Regions from separate parts of the Mus musculus genome. Here all the other regions are linked to region 1. The links are chromatin contacts, called in public Hi-C and HiChIP or PLAC-seq maps. All regions are on one chromosome and are shown on one strand. The core of a region is the stretch at or near the end of the contact, and the rest is flanking DNA. Distances in the headings are between cores, read along the strand shown. Region 1 holds the start of Lrrtm3 (leucine rich repeat transmembrane neuronal 3). Region 2 overlaps Gm40677 (a long non-coding RNA gene). Region 3 has its middle 71 kb from the start of 1700023F02Rik.

The links. Hi-C and Micro-C count contacts between places; a contact is called where the count stands out from the background. HiChIP or PLAC-seq counts read pairs in DNA pulled down with a chosen protein or histone mark.
Region 2: a Hi-C map of cerebellum shows a contact between it and region 1, with 2.4 times the contacts expected there. The contact joins the enhancer-like site here to the promoter of Lrrtm3 in region 1. A contact is called at or near these places in 10 of 39 promoter capture datasets (the 3T3-L1 cell line, the C10 cell line, cranial neural crest and 5 more), 1 of 484 Hi-C or Micro-C datasets (cerebellum) and 2 of 115 datasets of contacts at active chromatin or transcription factors (embryonic forebrain and embryonic midbrain).
Region 3: an H3K27ac HiChIP or PLAC-seq map of VIP interneurons shows a contact between it and region 1, with 9 times the contacts expected there. The contact joins the enhancer-like site here to the promoter of Lrrtm3 in region 1. A contact is called at or near these places in 2 of 39 promoter capture datasets (embryonic stem cells and hippocampal neurons) and 4 of 115 datasets of contacts at active chromatin or transcription factors (VIP interneurons, astrocytes, embryonic hindbrain and 1 more).

Annotation. Positions count from the first base shown.
Region 1 is chr10:64,088,574-64,092,071 of GRCm38.p6, forward strand. Lrrtm3 (leucine rich repeat transmembrane neuronal 3) reads right to left here and starts at 1,682. Exons shown (of 3, transcript NM_178678.4): 1 at 1,137-1,682; 2 at 1-809. The coding sequence starts at 1,140. The region is part of intron 7 of Ctnna3 (catenin (cadherin associated protein), alpha 3); the gene reads left to right.
Region 2 is chr10:66,356,242-66,359,739 of GRCm38.p6, forward strand. All of the region lies in intron 2 of Gm40677 (a long non-coding RNA gene), which reads right to left. Among named protein-coding and RNA genes, the nearest start is that of Gm22594, 130 kb to the right of the region's middle. Within about 2 kb of position 1,665, at least 9 of the 459 cell types and tissues checked have an H3K27ac peak or open chromatin away from gene starts, as enhancers often do. A contact at or near this core is called in cerebellum, where this site is marked.
Region 3 is chr10:66,269,307-66,272,804 of GRCm38.p6, forward strand. No RefSeq gene overlaps it. Among named protein-coding and RNA genes, the nearest start is that of 1700023F02Rik, 71 kb to the left of the region's middle. Within about 2 kb of position 1,790, at least 9 of the 459 cell types and tissues checked have an H3K27ac peak or open chromatin away from gene starts, as enhancers often do. A contact at or near this core is called in VIP interneurons, where this site is marked.

The DNA.
Region 1 (3,498 bases), core at 432-2,931:
GGGTCCGCTGAAGGCTTCGATCTCATTACCAGACAGGTCGAGCCTCTGTAAGGAACTCCAGGTCCAGGACATGGTTTGCCCTATGACACTGATTTTATTCCACTGCATGTACAAGTTCTGAAGGCTCACCAGCCTTGGGAACAGGGCCAGGTTGAGCTTGGAAAATTGATTGTGCTCCAGGTGAAGCTCTTTGAGTCTGATCATGCCAGCAAAGACATTCCTGGCTAAACTTCGGATCCGGTTGTATCCCAGGTCCAGAAGTTCCAGGTTGCGACAGTCTTGGAAGATCCGCACCGGGATGGTTCTCAGTGAGTTGGAGCGGAGGTGTAAACTAAGCAGCTTCCTCAAGCCCCGGAACTGTTCCGATCCCAGAGAATGGAGCTGATTGTAGGACAGATCCAAGTTCCGTAAATTGGTCACAGGTCTGAAGGTGTTGTTAAGGAAATAGGAGATTCTGTTGGAACTCAGAATCAACTCTTTGAGTCTGCGTATCCCATTGAAAGCATTCTCGTCGATATTGCTGATGTGGTTGTGGTCAAGGTAGAGCCAGGTGAGCTGATTGAGCCCTTTAAATTGATTATACTTAAGTTTTTGGAGGCTGTTGTAGCGAAGGGATAAACCCAAGCAACCGGCAGATATACTCGAGGGTATCTCCTGCAGTTTCTGAGACTCACAGTATACCATTTTGCCTTCACACCTACAACCCTTAGGGCATCCTCGTTCAGCAGAAGAAAGCATTGTCAGTAAGACAGTGGGTGCTAGAACCACCGCTACAGCTGATCCTCGCAGTAGCCTAATTACATTGAAACCTGGAAATAAAAACAACTTAGAAAAGTTATCCCCCCAAAACGAATGCATTTTTTTTAACCAAGCAAAACTAGCTGTTCATTTCCACATTCAGAAATGTAAACATTTAGATACCATTTAGCATCAAACATCATCTTTGTAATAGAAGGATATTGCATATTTCTATCAGTTAAACAAGGAAATGTAGCCACTGATAATTGAATTTATAGTCTTAGACCAGAGAAAGATAATCTTTAAAACAATTAAAGCAGAATTATTACATAGACTTAGAGGATTTTTTTTCAATTTTTTTTTCTTAAGAAGGAAAGAAGAAAAATATCAAAACATACCCATCCTTTGTATTGTTCAAAGGTCGTCCTTAGGTCTTTTGCTTTGGCTTAGGGGCCGCCTGCATGACAGCCCCTGTCAGCTGCAGTGGAGTGAGTCAGGGCTCGCTGACACCCAGGAAGAAAAATTGGACCCCTTGGGAGATGGACCGATTTTGGAACATTATTCTTTACCAGCCATGCAGAACACTCCAAGAACAAATAAATCCCAACACCGCATTCGCAGCAAAACATCCGAGTCTTCCTAGGTAATAGGATCTTCATGGATATTACGTTTTTGCATCTTTACAGTGTGTGTGTGTGTGTGTGTGTGTGTGTGTGTGTTAAAAAAAAAAGAAAAAAACTGGCTCCTACAATTTCTTCTCAAAACCCATAATGTATTCCTCTAGGCAACGTGGGGCTACCTGTGCTGCCACATCTGTATTCCATAGTCCGGCGAACCCGTGGTGGTGAGCACCCAGTTCAGCCTCGGAGCTGCGTTGGAGCCCAGAAGGCAGGAGAGCCGGGTTCCGCGCACACTCTCAGCTCACTCCCGCAGACTGTCATTCTGTAAGCCGCTCGGACTGTTGCTTCGGTTTCAGTGAATGCAGTCTTATGTAAAGCTGCCCCCAGTGGTGGGGAACACTATGGGCATGTGCAGAGCTGGCTCTCTTTTATCTTGCAAATGAGCAGGCTCTGCTGGAAAATGAATGGTTCTTTTGGGTGGCTCAATAGGAAGTGAATGGTCAACGTAATCAATAACTAGCAACATTTTCCGTGATACCCAAGTCTTGTTTTACAATTTGGCAACGCCTGTAACTGTCTGCGTCTGCTTAATCGACAAACATGTGCTTCCCAGAGTTGTGGGGTTTTTTTCTTTTTTTCTTTTTTTTTCTCGAGCTTGACGTTAAGTTCACAGATCGAATGTCAAATTTTCTTAACCTCAGTGTAGGCTTTGAGCTGAAATTTATAAAATGAATTATTGAGCTCTTCACAAAACTGCGTTCAGAGCGTGCCTGTTTGACCTCTCGGAGTCACCGTGATTATATTATGCAAGGTGTCTCAGAATGCTAGACTACATCGGCTTTGCAATGGACAGAATGACTGATGACACACAAATTAATAGGGCTAATGGCTTTTCTGTTTTTCCCACAAAAGATATAATTGGTTTAATGTTTATGACTGCGTTATGGCTTGTTTTGGTTGCTCTGGGCTTTTTTTTTTTTTTTTTTTTTTTTTATCAGAAGAGAAATGAACCATTTTTAGTGCTAGTATTAGGACCCCAAGATCATTTGGTTCATGGCTTATTGATGTTGCTCCTATTTATCACATTAATAATATTTATTGGGTGCTTTCTAAGTCCTTTAAATGAAGGCTCCATCCTGTTTTTTCGTTCAAGTCACCAGCCTGCAGGTCCCACTGCCATCTACATTTCCAAGGTGAAGGACCTGAGACTTAAATGGGGTCACCTGCTCCAGGCTCCAGGATATGGCCACGAGGAGCAAGAGCTTCTAGGCAGAACAAGTATGTCTTTCAATGCTTCACCAGGCACCAGTTCCTTTTAAGGGGCATCTCTGTGCTCAGTGAATCTGGTGACCATTGGGATAGACCAGGGTAGGGAAGCTGTACAGAGCTCTAGAGACTCTAGGTCTATGCAGGCTCATCCTTGCTAAATTGAGCCCCTGCATCACCTTGTACGGCTTACTCATCTCTCTGTGCTTCCATGTTCTCACCTGCAAAATTGGACATGATAGAGAAATTACATCATAGGCATATGCTGAGGATTAAGTGACATCTTTGTCTGTGGTTGTGGTACTGGGATTGAACACAGGACCCTGGGCTCAGCCCTGTGTCATTTTGCTATCCCAACGTGCTTAGCTTCTGTGGGTATCACAGACATGGAGCAAGTATCATCTCTGCTACCGGTACAGAGGTTGCTTTTTAATATTGAATGCTGCCCGTATTAACTGTTCACAAAGAACTAATTCAGCGAGCAGTTTTTATGTTATGACCAGTGGGGAGATTCTCATGCCTTTATCATCTCCACTTTCTATTTAAAATTAACGTTTTAGTTCTGTGGACTATGTCTAGTAACTGACGCTCGACGTTTCTTTATCCCAAAGCACAGCATGACACGTGGCCTTACGGGGTTTGCCATTTTCTGTAAATAATTATTATTCTTTAAAGTATTTGTCTTGTTTATATTAGGTATATTGGCAGCATCTCAATGAGATATTATCCAGGGGCAAGCAGTTTGGTAAATGCTAATCATGAGAATCGAAGGGGTCATAGGCATAGGCCTTGGATATTATGTTATTGATAGTGTAGTGATTATCTTGAACTTACACACATTGTTGCTGTATCTAAAGCTTATTAAAAAACATTT
Region 2 (3,498 bases), core at 415-2,914, 2.3 Mb after region 1:
GGTGTGGCTTTGTTGGAGGAGGTGTGGCCTTGTTGGAGGAAGTGTGTTTCTTGGGTAGGCTTTGAGATTTCAGAAGCCCAAGTCAGGCTCAGGGTCACTCTCTCTTCCTGCTGCCTGTCAAAGCGGATATAGTATTCTCAGCTCTGCTGGGCAGCGGTGTCGCACACCTTTAATCCCAGCACTTAGGAGGCAGAGGCAGGCGAATTTCTGAGTTCGAGGCTAGCCTGGTCTACAGAGTGAGTTCCAGGACAGCCAGGGCTACACAGAGAAACCCTGTCTCGAAAAAAAACAAAAAACAAACAAACAGAAACCTCTCAGCTCCTTCTCCAGAACCAGCCCTGCATGTGCACTGCCAGGCTTCCCACCATAATGATAATGGGCTGAACCTCAGAACTGTAAGCCAACCCCAAATAATTGTTTTCCTTCATAAAAGTTGCCATGGTCATGGTGTCTCCTCACAGCAATGGAAGCCCTAAGATACAATCAACATATAGAAGCATGCCTTCTTAGGAAACACATGCCCTGTGACAACATTAATTTCTATAGCAGTCCAGGGAACTGCAAGTCTCCAGTACCTGACCATTGACAGCAGTTCATTTCTGGGGATTTTACTCTAAAGCAAGGGGCTTTCTGGTTCCATTTTCTATACTCCCCTATCAAGACAGGTCCTCATGATAAATAAGGAAACATTTCAATGGGGAGATAATTTTCCATCTCAACTGGAGCAGAGGCTTTCCCTAAAACTGTAGCCTAACTGGTATCTGTCCCCTAACAGAGCTGCCTTGTCTAGCCTCAGTGAAAGAGGATGCACCTAATCTAACTTGATGCACCAGGGTAGAGGAAATACCCAGAACCCTCCCTCCATCAGAGGACAAAGGGAGGGGGTGGGGAGGACTGGGAGGGGGCAGTGTCTACAATATAAATAAATAAATAAATAAATAAATAAATAAATAAATATTTTAAAATGAGTATTACCTAAGATGCATCAGAAGATTTTCCCTTTTTTGCTATCTGAATCTTCTGTCTTGATTAATAAGAGCTGTGGCATAGATGAGACAGTCACCTGGAGCCTACAATACACTAGGCATTGAATACACACTTTTGAATTAGTAAAGGCCTGTTCCCCACTCTATGATGTCCCCCTTGTTCCTCTAGCAGAATGGATGCCTCCCTCTGAGGTCTCTAACAGCATTTTGCAGTTTTTGTCGTATTCTTTTACACTGACTTTTGCTAAAGTTCATTAAATTCTCTGTCTATCCCTGTTGCCTTATTAACAAGAACCAGTCTTCATTCCATCGACACTTTCCACAGAATACTGTGCAGAGCCAACTCTGTTGTCCTATTATTTTAGGACTGTGGTATTGATTAGTCACAGCATATGGAAATTGGCAGGTGTGCTAAAATTTGGTGTTGGGGGAGCAACAGCAACACTTGATCTCTTGACAAGGAAGTTGTTGGGTTCTGGTACATGCCTGTGAGAATTATGAAAAACAATGTACTACACTCATGCTCCCTCCCGTTGGAACTGCTGCTCTTGGTCTGCTACCTACAAGCACTGGTCAAGCCAAGATCTGGAATTGCCCCTGTCGATGCTGCACTTGGACGGAAAGAAAGAAGGAAATGACTATTCATGTACAGTCCGGGCCCACTGCTGGCTGGAAACCAGGGCAGAGCAGCCAAAGCTTCTCAGGCCGGGCTTGTGTGCAGGAGCTTGGCTTCCCAGTATGAATCTAGAGATGGTTGAGCGCCCTTCATTTCATGCCTCGCTGAGCAATGTCCTCATTTCTTTGTCCATGCCTTTGCTTGTGAGAAATAACAAAGCATGATAGGGGTTGCGGGGTGGAGTCACCTGGATCGGAATCCTGACTTCACTCTTTTCTAATTTTGCTCTGTTTAATAGGTTACCCCATGGATATAAAGATTAATTATACAATATTTATGTAAAGATGATTAGTACTTGGAATAGCACGTAAGGTGGAATAGCCACATAACTACTATGACCATATCGAGGCCATTGGATGGTATTGCAGGGGTGCTAAAATTTACTCTGGGGACACTAGTGGACATACAGGAATATTGAAACCAATGAATGGGATTATCTGGCTTCTTTATTAAATGTCGTTGTGGCCATGGGTTGGAGAAGGGACATGAGAAGTGCAAAAGGAAATTCAGGGTTAGCAAGCCCAGAAAGACAAGGTGGTGTCTTACAGCAGATTGCAATTTACTCTACAGAGATTCAGCAAGCAGGAAGTGATGCACTGTAAGAATGGAAGACTAGGGTGGAATCATGAGAGAAGGGAAAGTGTGGAGGAATTTGTCAGGATTCCAGCTTCCTTCCTTTGTCCAAGGGGGCCAGAGGACAACATCTAAGATGGAGAAGGCGGCAGGAGTATTACTTGGAGAGGAAAATCAGGGACTCCTTGGGGAATTATCAGTTTGGACTGTCTATGGTAAGTCCACACAGAACTTTCAATAGAGGATAGTTTCAATAGAGGAAACCATTATCAAGTAACTATAGAAAACTAAATGTACACTATGTTACAACCATTAAATCTATCAAGAATCATTGCATTTGCTATGGATGTAAGTTAATATAAAAGAAGAAGAGAAGGCAGAGTTCTTAAGGGACTTTCAAGTCAGAAGTATCAAATAAAGGTGCCCAAGAAGGGCTGAGAAGGAGCCCAGGGACTCTGGTGTTACAAACCACCCAGAAGAGAAGATACAGCACTCAAATGCAGCGAAGGTGACTGGATGAGATCCTAAGATGGGAGAAAGATGTTTATTGGATGGAGCCCATGAGCCTGTGATGGGAAAGCTTGATGGAGCATCTGAAACTATAGTCCGATTGGTGAGAAAATTAAACAAGAGTTGGTAAAGGGGGAAGACTGAAAAGTGATTTCATAAAGACTACTTTAGATACTTTGAATATAGAATATCTTCATGTCTCTATTCTGCTACACTGTCCCTCTGGCTCCATATCAGGGCAACTGAGAAGGAAGCTCATTTGCTCCCTCCCTTGGTTTTAGTGGGGAAGACCGAACCATGGAAGTCCCCATTAGACAACCTCTTATTCTGCCAAGATCAACCTCCTCTGCTTCTGGATCACTGAAAGATGCATCAGCTCCTCTCTGGGATACTCTACTATCTGTTGTATGAACAGTATATTTACTTCACATCTTATCAGTGACTATCAATCACTCGTGTGTCAGCAGTGTGTAGCAGAGGCTACCCACCATAAAACACAAGACACCGAACACACAGTCAAAATCCAGTCAGAAGTAGGACACGGCAAGTGACATTTGTAGACGAATAATATCCTATGAGGGATGCGATGTTGCTAAAGTGGGAAAAGGAGGTCATAGTTTTAGGAGCAATATGTCTAATAAGCAAAGATGAGGTGGAGTCCAGAAGACAAGGGAAGATGCTGGTCACTGATGGGAAGCAGAGGAGATCCTGTAACAAAATAAAAAGACAGGATTCCAACTTAAATATTCTCTG
Region 3 (3,498 bases), core at 540-3,039, 2.2 Mb after region 1:
CTTCTCAAGTGTATGCTCCCTTCTGCCAATGTTGTATGGACAAATAAGCCCTGCAACTTTAACCTTATGAATTTTAGTTGAATACCATCACTATGGAAAGAAAAACTTGACCTGTCCATATAAATTCCACAGTTACAAACTGACAATTGCTTTAATACCTCAGTACTAACATGGGTTAGTGACTTACAGTGTTACTCTAGCTTACCTTGAAGAATACAGTGTTGCTGGTTTCTCAGGTCTGGCTTGCTCCTCAGGTTCATTTTCCATCTCTACGTCTTTCCTAACTTTGACAACCCATTTTTTGTAATTTGACATATCAGTTTTTTCTTGGTTTAATTGAATACCTCTACTCACTCTCACTGTCTTTCTCTCTGTGTCTATCTCTCTGTCTCTGTCTCTCTCTTTCTCCCTCTCCTATACCTTCCCATTCTCTCCTAACTTCAAAAAATGTTATAGTTTATTATTAGAAATTGCAGGCAAAAATATATTGAAAACTTAAATCTTTTTTAAAAGTAATATAAGCATATACAAATATATGTACTTATACAAGTATAAGTAGTAAACATAATAATTCATATATTATATATCACATTATACATTATATGTTATATTACATATTACTTATTACATATTCCATATTACATAATGATAAATTCGTATGTAATATTTAGTATAATATATCATATAATATTTTTATTATTGGAATGTAATAATACAAATAATATAATCATATATTACATATGATAATAATTATGCTGCTGACCTCTGTGTCCACTGATAATTTATGGTATGGTAAGAACTGTCTTAAGTTCTTAGCGCCCATCAGACCATTGTAGCCTGACAAGAAACCTGTGAAATAGTAGTTACCATTAATCCCATTTTACTGGGACTAAATAGCAACTCAAATGAGCTGATTTCCACAAAGCCACACAGCTGGGGAAAGTGAAATTCAGAATACACACTCAGTGCTCTGGTGCGAAGGCCTTCACTTTGGAATATCACAACAATACCTGAGGACGAGAAGGGGCTTTTGGGAGATTTGGTGACCCTTCTGGGAGACAGAAAGCATTAACAAGCTGTAGACTGAAGCCATCTGAACTGACTCTAAGGGATAGAAAGCCACAAACTGTCCCTGACAAGGAGAGTGAGTACTCCTTACTTGCCTGACATACAAGAGAGATGTTGCAAGTCTCCACAACTCGAATTCCATGTTCAGTAATGATTGAAAAGAAGTAGAGATAGTTTTTTTAGTTCCTTTTAGAAAAAACCAGTCCCCATACACTGAATTGATTAAGAAGTTGCATCTCAATTGGGACAAAGATCTATATTCATTAAGCTTTATGGAGTCATTAATAACTTATGACCTCAGATTACCAATCTAATTGAAGCACTGTGGCATTTACAGTATTGGGTTGACAAGAATCAATCAATTAATCAACCCCCATGCCTTTCCTAAACAACTTTATTCTAGCCAGGGTTTCTTCTAATGTATTTCTTATGCATAGAGAAGTAGAGCAATTCAGCATTCCCAGGAGAGCCCACCACTGTGTGCCAAAATTAGTTCTCCAAGACCTGTTCTTTCCAATCACCGGCACTGGACTTATTAACCAAGAAGACAACTTTTTTCTTTTCTGTTACTATCCATTCTTCTAAAAGGCATGTAAAAGAGAAAGAGGTCTATGCTTTTATCTTACACATGACATATTTGGTGGTAATTTTGGACGGCTGATTCCATCAATCTCAATTGAATTAGCCAGTATTAGCATGTGAAAGTGATCAAGAGACACAGCAGAAACACGACGCAAAATGAATACAAATGATTTGGCACAACATCTGATTAAATAATGCAGAGGGCTGAATTAACAAGTGAGCAAAATTAAATGAAAATGGCAGGATTTCACAGACAGACAGCTGTGGCTGGAAAACACAGCTGGAAAAAAGATTAGACAACCATTCTAAACCTTTATTTTTCTCATATGGAAATGTGTCTAATGTTGTATTAGTAACGGACTAAAGGTCTGTTGTGATGTGAGGTTTGGGCGAATATGCAGTTTCATGTTAGATACTTGAGGCTCTCAAATAATTATCTGTATCAACTAAACAAATGGATCCTATGCCAACCACTGGTCTACAGATGCCATAAAAATGATTTTTTTCCATTTTATGTAAACTAGGTAAGAGGAAGTGGAAAGATAAAAAGCGATAGACTCAGTTCTTTGCAGCAGTTCTAGGATCTTACCAACTCTGTAATCTTAATATCAGCATAAGAAGCACAGAGAAGCTTAACAGAAACAGCATTCAACCTATCCACTCCGGAAGTTCAGTCCGAACGCAGTTGCTTACAAGCCAGGCTATTAAATCTCGCTCTGCATATTTTAAAAGTGGTGGTGTTGGGGGGGAAACACTTTCGTCTCTAAAAGTCATTTTTAGAATTAGAAGGATCATAATTAAATTCTCCAGCTTGCTTTTGGGACAGACCAAGGGCTGTTCTTTTTACTTTGAGAGTCACACCAATTGTTTTCAGGGTTTCCGATGGACAACTGCGCCCTTACATCCTGAGGCCATTATTTCAGCATAGAAATTGAAAGCAGCACACTTGATAAGAACAACAGTAAAGAAAGGGGTGATGTTGAAATGGAATTGTTTTTATTTCTCATTTAAAAAATATTTTAGATTAGCATACAAATAACATTTCCATACTTATGCCTTTGGACTTTATTCTTTCCCACTTCCTTCCTCCTTATCCCCTCGCCCCCACCACACATCTTTTGGTTCCCTCTGGTTGGTTCCCTTCCCTCTTCCACATTAGTTATTCTTTGTTACTTTCTTCTTTTTTTTTTTTTTTTTGAAGCGGGCACGCAGGGAAGTATGCACATGAAAGTGCCTGTGTGCAGGTGCACATGTGTGAGTGCAGGTGCCTGTGTGCAGGTGCTCATATGTGACTGCAGGTGCATGTGTCGAGGTGCAAATATGGGAGTGCACGTGCCTGTGTGCTGGTACAAATATATCTGTGTAGATGCCTGTATGCAGGTGCAACTATATATGTATGCAAATGTATATATATACACACATATATATATATGTATATATATATATATATATATACACACATACATACACAAACACACACATACACACACATATATATATGTATATACATACACACACACACATATATATATGTATATATATATATGTATATATGCCAATGCCTTGTGTAGATGCACGCGCGTGTGTGTATGTATACACACATATATACATGTATATGCATACACACACACACACACACACACACATATATATATATATATATATATATATATATATATATATATATATACATATATATATATATATATGCCTTGTGTAGATGCGCACGTGTGTGTGTGTGTGTGTGTGTGTGTGTGTGTGTGTGTGTGCAGGTGCATATGATAACCAGAGAATGAAGTCTTGTGCCATCCTCAGAAATCCTCTGAGACAGATTCCTTCTTTGGCTGG